Regions from separate parts of the Mus musculus genome. Here regions 2, 3, 4 and 5 are each linked to region 1. Evidence: chromatin contacts called from public HiChIP or PLAC-seq and promoter capture Hi-C data. All regions are on one chromosome and are shown on one strand. The core of a region is the stretch at or near the end of the contact, and the rest is flanking DNA. Distances in the headings are between cores, read along the strand shown. Region 1 holds the start of Sp2 (Sp2 transcription factor). Region 2 holds the start of Fbxl20 (F-box and leucine-rich repeat protein 20). Region 3 holds the start of 4833417C18Rik (RIKEN cDNA 4833417C18 gene). Region 4 holds the start of Med1 (mediator complex subunit 1). Region 5 holds the start of B4galnt2 (beta-1,4-N-acetyl-galactosaminyl transferase 2).

What was found. Promoter capture Hi-C pulls out the DNA fragments that hold promoters and counts their contacts. HiChIP or PLAC-seq counts read pairs in DNA pulled down with a chosen protein or histone mark.
Region 2: a contact with region 1 is called in an H3K27ac HiChIP or PLAC-seq map of microglia, with 6 times the contacts expected there. The contact joins the promoter of Fbxl20 here to the promoter of Sp2 in region 1. A contact is called at or near these places in 1 of 39 promoter capture datasets (liver) and 1 of 115 datasets of contacts at active chromatin or transcription factors (microglia).
Region 3: a FOXA1 HiChIP or PLAC-seq map of pancreatic cancer cells shows a contact between it and region 1. The contact joins the promoter of 4833417C18Rik here to the promoter of Sp2 in region 1. A contact is called at or near these places in 2 of 39 promoter capture datasets (hippocampal neurons and liver) and 1 of 115 datasets of contacts at active chromatin or transcription factors (pancreatic cancer cells).
Region 4: a promoter capture Hi-C map of pre-B cells shows a contact between it and region 1, with 4 times the contacts expected there. The contact joins the promoter of Med1 here to the promoter of Sp2 in region 1. A contact is called at or near these places in 2 of 39 promoter capture datasets (liver and pre-B cells) and 1 of 115 datasets of contacts at active chromatin or transcription factors (pancreatic cancer cells).
Region 5: a promoter capture Hi-C map of hippocampal neurons shows a contact between it and region 1, with 4 times the contacts expected there. The contact joins the promoter of B4galnt2 here to the promoter of Sp2 in region 1. A contact is called at or near these places in 1 of 39 promoter capture datasets (hippocampal neurons) and 1 of 115 datasets of contacts at active chromatin or transcription factors (pancreatic cancer cells).

Annotation. Positions count from the first base shown.
Region 1 is chr11:96,976,247-96,978,946 of GRCm38.p6, reverse strand. It overlaps Sp2 (Sp2 transcription factor), which reads left to right and starts at 1,259. Exons shown (of 7, transcript NM_001080964.2): 1 at 1,259-1,326. The coding sequence starts at 1,320.
Region 2 is chr11:98,148,248-98,151,026 of GRCm38.p6, reverse strand. It overlaps Fbxl20 (F-box and leucine-rich repeat protein 20), which reads left to right and starts at 1,411. Exons shown (of 15, transcript NM_028149.1): 1 at 1,411-1,711. The coding sequence starts at 1,670.
Region 3 is chr11:95,857,458-95,860,157 of GRCm38.p6, reverse strand. It overlaps 4833417C18Rik (RIKEN cDNA 4833417C18 gene), which reads right to left and starts at 1,341. Exons shown (of 2, transcript NR_045187.1): 1 at 1,076-1,341; 2 at 1-164. Gm38959 (a long non-coding RNA gene) reads left to right here and starts at 1,707. Exons shown (of 3, transcript XR_880173.3): 1 at 1,707-2,453. n-TQttg6 (a tRNA gene) reads left to right here and starts at 915; the gene lies at 915-986.
Region 4 is chr11:98,191,900-98,194,599 of GRCm38.p6, reverse strand. Med1 (mediator complex subunit 1) reads left to right here and starts at 1,307. Exons shown (of 17, transcript NM_001080118.1): 1 at 1,307-1,541. The coding sequence starts at 1,517. Gm38963 (a long non-coding RNA gene) reads left to right here. Exons shown (of 4, transcript XR_880193.2): 4 at 563-664.
Region 5 is chr11:95,913,557-95,916,256 of GRCm38.p6, reverse strand. It overlaps B4galnt2 (beta-1,4-N-acetyl-galactosaminyl transferase 2), which reads left to right and starts at 1,386. Exons shown (of 11, transcript NM_008081.3): 1 at 1,386-1,437. The coding sequence starts at 1,427.

The DNA of each region.
Region 1 (2,700 bases), core at 10-2,509:
TGGGGACTTGATCCTCAGCAAATAAGACCCCAGCAGGGATGTATGTGTCTCATCTACCTGCGATCAATGTCTCTCAAATGTTGATTTGGGAAGCTTTGTTACATGTTCTTATAAGTTAATTTACTGGATGTAAAACATTTTTTTCTCACTGTGGGTTAAAACAACAAAACAAAACCAACCAGGAAGGGTGGTACTATGAGGTGGATGTGTGAGTGCTCTGGCTTCAACAAGAGTCTAAGGGTCCACTGCAGATGGGGTGTGGGGTTTCCTACCCACGCAGGTCTCAAGCCAGCGTGAATTCCCTCTGAGTGCTACGTACAGCTTGCCTAAGTTAGTCGTTCGCAGAGGGCCTGGAAGAGAAAGCTAAACCTACCTGTGGTGCCTGTCAAGCACGGCCCCTCATACAGGAGGAGATGAAGCAGAGACCAAGCAGGGTCGCTAGGATGCCAGCGTGCAATTCTGCCCACCTGAGGCGCAGGCTAAAATGCAGATTCTAGGCACACACACCCCGCCCCCCGGGAAATAGCAAATGTAACTAGGGACGACCCTAGGGATCTGCTTTTGATAAAGGCTCAAACACGCCTGTCTGAAGCTGAGAGGATCAGGGAAGCTCTGCGAAACATTGGTGAAGATTAACAGGGGCTTGAGATGACATAATGACAATTCCCTCTAGGAAGTGCCAGGTAACCCAACTCCTGCCAGGTCGTCGACTCTCGAGAGGCGATGGATGGCGGGCGAGGGCCTGAGGTGAAGGCGATGCGCTCACTGGGGGCCGGGCACCGCGTATCCGACAGCTACACTTGAGACTCACCATGCCAGACTGTATTGAGAGATGTATAAGCTCTTTACGGGGCATTTCACAGTAGCACTTCTGATTGGCTTTAGGGCAGATCTATCACTTATCTGCTGGGTTAGAGGTGGGTGGAAGGTCAATTACGACCAATACAAAAACACTTCTCGGCTAAGCCCCTCCTCACCCAGCTTCCTGTTGCTGTCCATCAACCTCCTAGCAGGCGGGACTTTGCCTCCCGCCAGTTGGCTAAAGGATACGTCGTTCATTCCCCCGTTGATTTCCGGTTGGCGACTCCTACCGTCTATCAATGACACTTCACAGTTCTATTGGCCAGACCAACGTCACTCTAGATGCTTCCCAATGATTGGTTGAAAATGCTGTCGGTCCCCAATGTACCAAGCGTTCATTGGTAAAAGCTGCCGTCGCTCGGGCGGTGGCGGGCTCCGGGATTGGCGGGTGCTAGGCGGGCGGTGTCAGGCTCTCGGTGGCGGCGGAGGCGGCGGAGGCCAGGGAGGAAGATGTCGTAATGAGCGGTGGGTCCTGGCGTCTGCCGGCGGCGTCTTCCCGGCCCTCAAGGGTCGGGAAGACGGACAGAGGCCTCGGGGAGGGGAGGCCGGAACCGGGGGTGCCCCCCTGGGACTGGGACTGGCGCCGGGGCCCGGCTACGGGAGGGGCGGGGGAGGAAGGATTCCCGCCCGGAGGAGGAGCGCGGCTGGCCGGCCGGGCGGAGGCACCCGGAAGGGGGCGTTAGACTCCCCGCCCCTCGGAGCCCCGGGCGGGAGGGCGGCGCTTCCGGGGCTGGCAGGCGGCGGGGGCAGCAGGGCGAGCCTGATAACCCCCTTCGCCCCCTCAGCTTGGGTCGCGCCGGGCCTTCAGCCTGCGCCCGAGTTTGCTCCACGCAGGCGGCCGACGCCCCCTCGGGCTCGTCCTGTGGGCAGCCCAGGCTTGGGACCCAGGTGGTGCCAGTCAGATGGGCCCTGCTGGTCTGAACTGCAGCCTGCTGGCCGGGCCACCGCAGTCCCAGAGGGTGGCAGGATTGGAGGGAACGCCCTAGGCAGATGACTGCTGAACGAAAAACCGACTTTTAATGTTTATACCTGGATCCTTGAGCCTGCGGCTAGTATCTGCAAGCTCTTGGAATTTTAGAAGTTTGGAGAACTTGTGGACAGAGCTCCCAGGCTATGGCCCGATGCCCCTTGCGGGGGGTGGGGGGGTTGGGCAAAAATGCACTGGAATTCCAAAAAAGCGTAGGCGCTATCGCTCGTAACAGATGACCTAAGAAATAAAATAGATGCTTTTCTTCATCCGCGTTGCTGGCTTAAGGGTGCTCAGAATCTTCCCTTCCTTCTTAGGTTTCTTTCCCAGTGCCTTATTCTAGTTTTAGTAGAAAAGGAACTGTCTTTTGCGCTGGGCGACTGAGAAACCTGTCCTCTCTACATTCCTTGGTTTTGATTCTAATAGCCTGTCATGTTTAATCGTTTCATAACTAACATGATCCAGGGGGACTCTGTTTGGTTTTTTCTCCTGAACTTTCCCCATTTTTAGGAGGTTACAGGATTATTACATATCAAAATAAAAGTTTGGGCCTGTAGAGGCCTGTCAACGAGGAGAGAGGCAGACCATAGCCAGTGGTCTGTGAGCCAGGAATTGGCCCAAGGGTCCCCTTTATACAGATTTCATTGTAGAAAGGCGATTAACTTTTCAGTGTGTACTGGCAGGAACAGGCTACAGCTGTTCCATGCTGTGCCCTAGAAGGCCCTTGGCATTACAGAGGACAAAACCCTGAGTTGAGACACCCCCCCCCCACCCCCCTGTGGTGATGAAGGTTGAATCCACAAATGTTGGACAAGCACCTCTACGGCTGAGCTGTCTTGGAGGGCTAGAAAGGTTAGGGTGAGCCAGCTCAC
Region 2 (2,779 bases), core at 162-2,661, 1.2 Mb before region 1:
CTCTCTTTTTGTACACATTTGCTTATTTCATGTATGTGGGTATACTGTAACACTTTTGCTCTTAAAAGTTCATCTTTTTCAAGTTCTAAAACTAAGTAGAAAAGGTCTGACGACAAACTCGTAATTGCTTTGAGCATAAAATTGGAAGCAGTATTAAGGTCTAATTAGGACGGCTGGGATTTATGGTAGTTTTTAATATTTCAGGTTTGGTACATTTTGTAATGTCTCTGACGGAGCAATTTCACTCTCGGTTGTTTCATAATTCGTGGAAAATAGGTCATAGATTTTGGAAGTCTTGAAGGCTGGAGTTAACAAAAAGATGACAGACTACCTTTTATACTAGGAGCGAAATCCAATGGAAGAGTTTCCTATGGGCAACCGCCCCCGCCTACTCGCTCCTACATGCTTGTTTCTCCCGCCGAAATGGCGTCACGCCGTGGCTCTCACGAACCAGCTCTCCGATTGGAGGGTGAGCAGCCGCTGCAGCCCATTGGGCGCCAGCGGCCGGAGGGGCGGGGACGCCAATGGCCCTTGTGCCTTGCCCGCCCCCACCCGATTGACGCCAGCCCCTCCCCCGGCCCAAGGAATGGGTACTGGGCTGGGGCATTGCACCCCCTGATCCCGAGGTGTAGCCTCGCTGCCAGCTCCTGTGCAGAGCTGGCGCTACGTCCTCCTCTTAGCGCAACCAGCTCCTGCCTTCTGGAGCCTGGCACTGAGAGCCATCCGCCCCGCAGGGGCCCCCCAGGCCTCCCTGCAGCACCCCGTAATGCAATTCACCGGGGTGGGGGAGGCGGCGGCAGCACCTACGGCGGCAGCGGCGGCGGCACTGCCCCAACCTAGAGACGTCTAGAAAGAGGAGGAAAATGGCTCCGAGCAGGGACCGCCTGCTGCACTTTGGGTTCAAGGCGACAGTGAGTGATAGAGGACGGGAGCTGGGTGGTCAGAAAGACGTGGGTGCCAGCTCAGGCCGCCGGGGAAGTGATCAGATCAGAGCTGGGGACCCTAGGCTGAAAGCTCAGGTTCCGCGTGGGTCGCTACGTGCCAGTGAGCCCTCGCAGTGCTGGAGGGGATCCGGTGATGTTCCTGTCCCTGTTCTGCTCTTCTCGCCGGTCCGCGGGCACGCGCGCACTCGCACCCGCCCCACAGCACACACACCGTGCCCCCCCCCCCCACGCCCGCGCGCGCACCGAAGCAGGCGCGCACTTGGGCACTTCCCTGCTTCTCCTTGTCCTGGTGGGCTGGCGCCCGGTCACCCCACGTTCCAGGCGCTCGCGGGCTCACCGTCCGGGGCTGCGCCGGGTGGGGGAGGGGTGGGCTCGCGCCGCCGCCGCCGAGCGCTCCTCCCCTCCCCCGACGTTCCGAGGCCCGGGCGGCTCTGCCCAATGAGGAGCGGCGTTGCTGGCAGGTGGGGAGTGTTTTTGTTTTGGGTTGAAGTTGAGGCTTTGGAGAGGACCGAGCTAGCGACTGGCAGTCGTCGCGGCCGCGGACGCCGCGGGCGGTGGTGGAGGCCCCCGCGGGACTCGAGCGGTCGCTCCTCCGCGTCGGCCGGGCGAGCCTCGCCTTGCTGCCGCCGCCGCCTCCCGCTCCCGGAACTCCGGGGCCTGCCCTGGCCCCTATCTTTGCACTCCGCACGCCGCAGCGCCCTGCCCGGGCCGCACCCGCCGGCCCCATGAGGAGGGACGTGAACGGAGTGACCAAGAGCAGGTTTGAGGTGTGAGCTCGGAGGGGTCTCGGGCGGCGGCGAAGGCCAGCTCTCGCACCCCAAACAGTAGCTCGACCGGAGCCTCCTCCCTTGTGCGGCCCGCCACCCGCCCCCGATGCGGCCGCCGGCGTCCTCCCCTGCTTGCGACCCGCAAGCCCCGCGCACCGGCTTGCCTCGCCTTCCGGGAGGTTCGCCTGCTGCCCCTTCCACCCGCGGGCCCTGGCCGGGATTAGCCCTGGCGCCCTAAATCCCCCCTCCCCCATAACACCCAGCTTCCCATTCTCTGCCCAGCCCTTGGCTAGCCTCCTTCCACCACGCAGTGAAAGCACTCAGTCCCCGACTGGCCAGCGCCTGCTGCCTTCGTGAATCTCCACCCGAGCGGGAATCGATTAGTCCTCGGTGGAAGTAGGAAGTTGGGGGTGGTAGTAAACTGGGACGATAGAGGCGACTGTGGGGTTTTCGTGCTGTTTGGATATTCTAATACTTCCTCTTCCCCGTGTAGTCTAATACTTTTGTGGTTCATTGTTTATTGGGAACTTAGATATCTGTTCCGAGAATGCGAGGAAGGTCTGAGAGCCTTCGGAGAACCCATTCCTGGTTTGTTTTGTTTTGTTTTTTTGTTTTGTCTTAAGTTTGTCCTCTGAAAAGGAGGTTTGTAGTCTTGGAATGGAACCGTACATAGTCAGAAAGATCTTTAAAAGCGAGTTCACGACTGAGAAAGGGATTCCTTTGGGAAGTATCCTAAGTACTGGTGAAATGAAATACAGTAGTTTGGAGATGTGCTGGAGGTTTCATTGGTAGGCCGAGAGACAAAGAAACTTACACAAGAGAAAATGTTACCTGGCCTTTTCTGGCAGAGGCTCAGGCTGACTGACCTGTGCTGGGCCCAGGCTCAGTGTTCATCTCACTTGCTGGCTTCCTGTCTCCTCTCTCTTGTTGTATTTTTAACACCCAGTGTTTCCCTTCAGCTCCCTTTAAAAGATAAATTTGAGACAAAAAGTTTGTGGGCTTCGGGTGAAAGTCTCACCTAGGGGCGAAACTTCTGTATAGTCTTAGTATTTCTTGAAAAAGTATTTA
Region 3 (2,700 bases), core at 92-2,591, 1.1 Mb after region 1:
TGTAGAGGACTTATACAATAGCCATCATTATGGGGCCAAGCCTCACTATATTATAATAAACAATACATAGTCCAGAGCATCCTTGAAGCAGCCTCGAGGCACAGATGGATGTCCACTAGGGTAATGCTCCGAAGGTGAACTGCTGAGTCAAAGTGTTGACTGACCTGCAGAAACACATTTAGGGAAAATGAAAGACTAGACAGTGCAGAAGTGGGGATTTTGTTGTTGTTTTGCGGGATATGTGTGTGTGTGCGCGTGGTGTGTTGAATGGTGGGTGTCTGTTGTTAAAATTCTGACTGGGTTTTTCTAAGGATCGGCACACTAGAAGTTTCGGTAGTCCGGCCTTTTGAAGCGCGGGGGGAAGTGCTGAATTGGAAGCGCCAATCTCCCTACAGATAATTTGCATAGCGCGGAGCAGGGGCTGCGGCATCCACGTGCGGCGCACTCTCCAGCATCCCCGTCTGTACCCCAGGTTTCGTCCGGGGTTTGAACGGCTGTGCCACCACGTGCCAGTCCGCGTCCTTCCCCGCTGGGCCAAAGCGTCCTAGCCACAGCCCTCCTGATATAAACGCAGAAAACAAGTAGAAAGCCCAGGCTGCGTGCGCCGAACCTCCTGCCCGGAGTCCGGGACCGGAGCCGGCTTTCTCCGGACTTGGTCCGATCGGACGACCAGCCGCCCTCGAGACTTGGGGTCAAGAGCCGGGACCCTTGGAGGATCACCGGAAGAGGTGACAGACACCTCGGGGCCCATGAACGTTTGGAATTCGTAAGGACATGAGAATCTCGGTGGTTCCGTGTCTGCCCGCCATCGCGGCCACCGGCCACGGGCCCAAGCCAAGTGTAGCGAAGCTTAGAAAAGGTTGCCCAACGTCATGTGGCTTGAGAAGGCTGCCGGGCGCCTTAAGCCGCCAGCAGGTCCCATGGTGTAATGGTTAGCACTCTGGACTTTGAATCCAGCGATCCGAGTTCAAATCTCGGTGGGACCTCACTGAACCTTTTTTTGGCCTTAGAATCCCTGTTTTGGGGCCTGCAGGAAGTAGCAACCAACCCGAGCCTCCGCAGGGAATGCACTGACCTGTAGAATGGACGTTCAGCTTCCCTCCCTGTGTCTCAACACGATTACATTTCAGGAACAGCCTGGGCTGGGAGGCACTGCGCACGCGCGCCGAGTCGGGCGGAAAAATAAACGAGTTGATGGAAGACTGAACATAACTTTACCCAGGAGGGAAAACGAAAGAACCCGAAGGATCCCGAGGCTTTCCTGTCTGAGTACCGCTGCACACACCGCGCCTCGGAGTCCCCGCCCCCTACCCTCTGATTGGCTGCTGTGCAGAACGCGCGGTAGGATTGCTTTGTGAGCCGCGAATGAAGTGGCCGGACGGGGCCGGGGGGCGGGTAAGTGGTGCCAGGGGACCTCTGATTGGGTACAAGAGAGCGATTCCCCGAGGCTTGTGCGTTTAGGGGTCATAAACCCGTGTTTTGGTTCTGCATTGCTCACCCAGCGAGGTTGTGTTTCAATTAGACAACAGTCACTTAGTCAGGCTGGCAGGCGATCAGTACAGTTTCTCACCGTCCATGAGGTGTTTCTCCGAGAGAAGGGCAGGAATCGCTAAGGATTTCTTTAGCTGCATCGCGCCGCGGGTGGAAAATATGTACAGGGAGTATTGTATCTTCTTTGGATTAAGATCTGGGATTTGTGTTCGTCCCTGTGGGATAAATGACGAGGGAGCCTGCTGACGCATTATGGTCTCCCTACAGAGTGATTGGCACGGTGGCTATAGGTTCTCACCCTTGGGAGGATGCCATGGAAACCAAAAGGAGCCTCTCCCGACTCTCCGATTAATTCTCTAAGCATGCCTCTTGCAGACACAACCCACGCACTCTTTAAAACATCTGAATGGATCAGTTTGAATGAACCATCGCAACCTCAAAAAGATCAAGACGTGAGAGGAGGCACACTTGCGCTACCAGAAAATAAAGATGCTTGTTAACTGTACATTAAAGAAATTAAGATAATGTCTGGATGGATAAACATACCGATGGAACAGAATAGGGAAGCAAGATGCAGCCTCACCTTTATGCATAGTTTATAATAACAAAGGTGTCACAAATTTAAATAATAATAAAAGGTAGCACAACAGAGTTAGGGGAAAGGACCTACTTGACATCCTGCTGTGTGCTTGCTTATAGGGAAAGAATATGAAATCGGATTCTTGTTAACACTAAACACAGCAGAAAGTCCCAAGAGAATTGTTGACCTGAAAGTGACAGAAGCGGTGAGCTTGGCTGACGACATAGGGGAATGCCTACACCTCAGTTTAAACAAAGCCCGAATAAAACGCACAGACGAGGACTGTGCTACTCCAAGTACCATCAGAAGAGTGAAAATATCTGGGCCTGTTGCTCAATGGTGAACTGCAAGGCACTCAGGGCCTGGCATACTAAGAGAAAAGGTAAGCCACAGACTAGGGATATGCATGTGTAATGCATAAATAGCAAATAAATCTAAATAAATTCTCAAAGCCTGTAAGAAAACTGCCTGCCGAAAAATAGCAAAACCTGTGCTAGGGGCATAGCTCAGCAGGTAAAGAGCTTGCATGCAACCATGCTGGACCTGAGCTCCATCCACAGAACTCATGTCAGAGCTGGGCATGCTGGGGATTGTAGTCCTAATGCTGGGGAAGTGAAGGCAGAAGGGTC
Region 4 (2,700 bases), core at 58-2,557, 1.2 Mb before region 1:
TTTCTGTACAGAGCCAAGCTCAACATGGTAAACGATGATAATGTTTTCCAAAAATCATCTTCTTTGTGTGTGTGAAGTCATTCTTTTTTTGTTTTGTTTTTGTTTGTTTGTTTGTTTTGTTTTTTGGGTTTTTTTTTTTTTTTTGGTTTTTCGAGACAGGGTTTCTCTGTGTAGCCCTGGCTGTCCTGGAACTCACTCTGTAAACCAGGCTGGCCTCCAACTCAGAAATCTGCCTGCCTCTGCCTCCCTAGTTCCTTTCTTTTTCTTTTATTTATTATATATATATGTATGTATGCGTGTATATGTGTATATGTATGTGTGTGTGTGTGTGTATATATATATACTGTACCTGTCTTCAGACACTCCAGAAGAGTGAGTCAGATCTCATTACAGATGGTTGTGAGCCACCATGTGGTTGCTGGGAATTGAACTCAGGACCTCCTGAAGAGCAGTCGGTGCTCTTAAATTAACTGAGCCATCTCTCCAGCCCCTTCTTTCTTTTTTTTAAACAACATAACTGCTTCTGGTTCTTCAGGAAATTTCACCTTCCCACTTTCTCTAGGAATTAAACCCAGGACTTCAGACATGCTAATCAGGTATGTTGCTGGTGAGTTACAAGTCTTGTCATCTTACAAATCTTACTTTTTTGTTGTTTTGTTTTGTTTTTGTCCAGGCAAGGTTTCTCTGTAGCCTTGGCTGTCCAGAAACTTTGTAGACCAGGCTGCCCTCATACTCAGAGATCTACCTGCCTCTCCCTTCAGAGCGCTGGGATTAAAGGTGTGCGCCACCACCAGGCAAACTCTAAACACCCAAACACTAAAACTCACTGGAAATCTTTCAGTAGAGATTATTTTGTAAGGACCGGTTTTCACTATCCCCTTCCTCATTGGGATTATAGGAGTGTGCCACTTTTCCAGGTGCTCAAAGAGCAAACATTTTGTTTCGTTTGAGACAGGGTTTCTCTGTGTAGCCATGGCTGTCCTGGAACTCACACTGTAGACCAGGCTGGCCTCGAACTCAGAGTTCCGCCTGTCTGCTGGGATCAAAGGCTTGAGCCGCCACCACCGCGGGACGGAAGAGCTAACGCTTTTAATTTACAAATTGTGTAACTGTCGGGATGCAAACATAAACTTTCAGAGAGATGTCAACTCTGGGCACACACCCTTAGACGCCAAGGTGTGAATTCTGAGCCAATCGGAGCCGGGCCTGCTAGAGATCCTGCGGGGAGGACGAAATCAGCCAACCTCCGCGAGACTTTGGTGCGGTTCCTTCTTCCTCCGTCTCACAGGAACACGATTAATCTCGCGATCTTTGGGAAGTTCCGTTGGGGAAGATGGCGGCGGCCGCGAGCACCCTTCTCTTCTTGCCGCCGGGGACTTCAGACTGAGCCTTCCCCGGAAGAGTCGGGGCCGCTGGTGCGCCGCTTCCCCGGAGCCCAGGCTAACTTGGTTCCCCTCTGAGTGGCGGGGAAAGGCTCCCCGGCTCGTGGCGGACCCAAGACCTCCCCGCTGTCAGGATGAAGGCTCAGGGGGAAACCGAGGGTGAGTGACTGGGGGGTGGCGGGGAAGGAGGGGCGGTACACCGCTGCGGCGAGCCAATCCGAGAGAGGAGGTGGGGACCCACGCCCCTCCAGGGCCACCGTGCGTGGGACCGGATCCTGGTGGAATGTGCATCTTAGATCCCGACCGAGCCCTACAGATGCTGGAGCGCCTCCTCCGGGGCGCTGCTCCCCCGTCTCCTCCACTCGTGAAAGGTTTTCTGCGGGACGAGGGACGAGGAAGTTGAGCCTCAGGGTACTTTGAGCTTAGCCCGGTGGGACCCAAGGAGAGGGAAACTGAAACTTGTTGATGCTTTGTTCCAGGAGAGATCGCTGAAGATGACACTAGAACAATGTAATGTCAAAGTAATGGAGGGTGTTTTAGCCGGAGTGACTTGCTTGGTTCGATCTTCATCATAGTAAAAGCGGGCCGTTTATTACTTGGAAGGTCATAGTGTTCAAATACTGTGCTGTGTCTTTACGAACTGCTTTCAGTTGTGCACGACCGGTGGCTTTAAAGCTTGGGGGAGAGGTGTTCAGAACTATAAACTGGCAGGAACAATCCCCAAACCAGTTTCCCAGTTGAGGGAAGAAAAGGGAAGGGATAGAATCTTCTTTGTTTCTTGAGACAAGGTCCCCCTGCCTCAGCCTCCCAAGTGCGGGCTTACACACCTCTCGGCCAGCTAAGAGTTTGATTCTTGGTTCAGATACTCCCTCCCACGACCTGGACTGGCTTATCCAAAAATGAAGTCTCGACATTTGTAGCAAAGTGGACGATACTCAAAATAAGCCATATTAAGATAAATAGCACATTTTCTCTTATGAGGAATCTCGACGTAGGTATGTGTTGGTGTGTGTTGGTTGTGAAAACATGGGACCATGTGGGAACAAAGGAGGTCTGCAGGATAGAAAGGTTAGTGGAATATGAAATGAAGTGAGAGGTTTGGCTGTTTGGAGGTTGGGGCAGTGTGGCTCTCAGAGGGAGAGGACTTGGACCAAGTATAATGGCCTATATGTATAAGAATGCCAAAATGATATGCATTGCTTTGTATGTTAATTTAAAGATAATTTAGAGGCTGGGAATGTAGAGCAGTGGTTAGAGTAATGTCTTCTTGTCCATGGGTTCAATTCCCAGCACCAAAAGAAAAGGAAAAAGGGAGCCA
Region 5 (2,700 bases), core at 137-2,636, 1.1 Mb after region 1:
TATATTCTATGGCAATCCTGTCAGGTGTACAGCGGGCAAAGATCCTCCCTCCCCCACGCTGCATTCTACGAGTTATATATTCATCTAACTGGTGTGTAACTAAGGGTGACCCTGGATTCTGATCCTCCTGCCTCAGTGACTATATCTTTCTTACCCGGTTGGATATTTAGGATTACTTTGTTTTTAGCCGTACTTCCTTTCTGGGACACGGCAAGGTATACTATGTGTAAGCAGACGATTGCACACCGTCCTCTGCATACCTGAAACTAGCCGCATGCACGCAGTTTGGCAGGATCAGAACAACAGTAGGATCCCATTCTCGTCTCAACGGAGAAGAGCCCCCCCCCCCCGAAAACCACCCCCAACACCTTTCGAAAAGGGTTTCACAAACACAAATGCGGAACGATTTCGAGTGAAATTCGCTTTTTTCCTACGTCCAAGCAAAAAGGCATTATGTGGTCCGATAGGTCATTGTAAGAGAGATTGGGCTACGGATGCGGCTTTGTTTTCCTGTCACGACAATTTGCGGTAGAGTGTTAGGGGAAAGGTAAGGACAAAGGCTGAATTTGAGGGAACTGAAATTTGAGCTGTAGAAGGGCCCGAGATGATAGGGAGAGCTAGGAGTGGACTACGAAACTGTGTTTCTTTCTAGGGTGGACAGAAAAGCTTGATGACCCGGGGAGGCTGAGAAAGAGAATTAATTTGGAAAGAAGCGCAGGGGCCGGGTTGCGGGTTGCAGGTTGCAGCGAGCGCCCAGGTTATCCAGGCCGTGCTAGGACACGCCTTGAAGCCCGGAGGACCGCTCTGGAGCGAGAGCAGATAGAGCGGAAAGCCATTTGCCCGGATGAGGAAAGCGGTGGCACGGGATCGTACTTTCTCCAGCTTCACCTAGTTCATCCTGAAGTTTGGGTAAAACCCTGAATCCTCTCTATCTCCCTCTAAAAGACCTGCCCACCAAAGAAATGGGGGTGAGCAGAGATGGCTTGCATTTTTAGCCCCGAACCCAAAGGACATAAAATACACCAAAGTGGGTTGAGACGCTGCTTACTGTCTGATTATCCCCAACTTGCCTAGATTTCTTCACCTGAAAATCAAGCCACAGAACTGTCGTCGGGGCTGTTATAGTTTATACAAGTAAATAAAGCGTTAGAACCTGACTGTAACTCTTCTAGTAGGAAAAGCCTGGGCGTTGGTCACCGGAGGGATCATGTACCGGGACATAGGCTCCTGGCGCCGCACAGCCACAGTGGACCAACTTAAATAGTGTCAAAACCGTTGGAACACATCCTGGACGCGAGGCAAGGTCCAGCGCCTGGGCGGGGGTTGTGCGAGGTAGGCGGGCGCGGTCCCTGGGACTCGCAGCTCATTCCTGCTCGCGTCCAGACCTGCGGTAGGCAGTCTGCAGAAGTGGCTGGAGCGAGCTGCGATGACTTCCAGGTAGTGAGTGTCCCTGGGCCGGAGGAACGTGGGCACGCGGAGTTGGGGAGGAACAGGTGTAACGGCGGCAGCCAGCAGTGCTCAGACAGCAGGCAGCCGGCTGGTGGAGCCCGGGGAGTCTTCGCGTGGGTGACAAGGATCTCCCGGCACAGTGCGTGCCTTCCTGGCTAGACATCCCGCTCCTCTCTCCCGTCTCAGACGCTGCGCCGGCTCAAACCCGGAACCGGTTTTCCCATGGGAAAATCCGACTTGGAGGTTGATCTCCAGGGGGTGGGGGGCAAGTCCGAGCGTGGGGTCGTGTCTTGGGGGTGCCGGGTGCGCTGAACGGGGATCAGGCGCCTACCTGACTGAGTCTGGTACCCAGCTGTAGGATGTGGGTTTAGGCAAGTGTAAGAGCCTGGATCCCTGAGTCCTTTCCAGAGAGTTTTATAGCAGCCCTCACAGAGCCAATGGGTTTCAGAAGGTTGCATCAGGAGTAAGAGGCTCAGCTGTACCTCAATGCACCGCACAACACCGTGGAACGCTGAAGAGGCTGAACTTAGGCGTGTTCGATTAAGTTTTACAAAACACTCAGAAGGATCAGAAACGAGTTGTGTGAGTTAGAAATCATTTTGGTGTGTTACACACACCTCCTCAAAGTTTCTCTCTCTCTCTCTCTCTCTCTCTCTCTCTCTCTCTCTCTCTCTCTCTCTCTCTTTCTCTCTCTTTTTTCAAAAGCAAATGCAGTTAAAGGGAGGGGCATGTAGCTCTGATGGTGAAGTGCTTGCCTGACACTCAGAGGCCAGTCACTACTACTAAACTACCTGGAAGGCAGAGGGCCACAATTCTGAGGCCAGATGGACATCCGATCTGATCTCAAAACTTTCAAAGGGGCTGAGGAAGTTCCTCAGTGGTATACGGTTTGCAGACTCTGCACCAGGACCAGGTTTGGGGGGGGGGGGGTTGTTTGTTTGTTTTTAAAGCACACATTTGTTCCACAAAGGATTTAGGGAGAGAGTGGAGGAAGGCAGATATTGGGAGTCTGCTGTGCATTGCTAAGGAAGGGCTTCAGGAATCCCAGAGTCCTTCAATATTCTTTCTAGCTTCCTGCTTCCTGCATGTGGGAGGAGATAGGAGCTGGGACTTCTGTTTCATAGACTCAGTCAACTTGAATGATGCTAATGAACACAAGGCTGGCACATTTTGGGCCAGACTTTGTTTTTCCTTCACTTATAAAGAGCTAGAATTGTACCCTTAGATCTACGATTTTCATCTCTGAAGTCT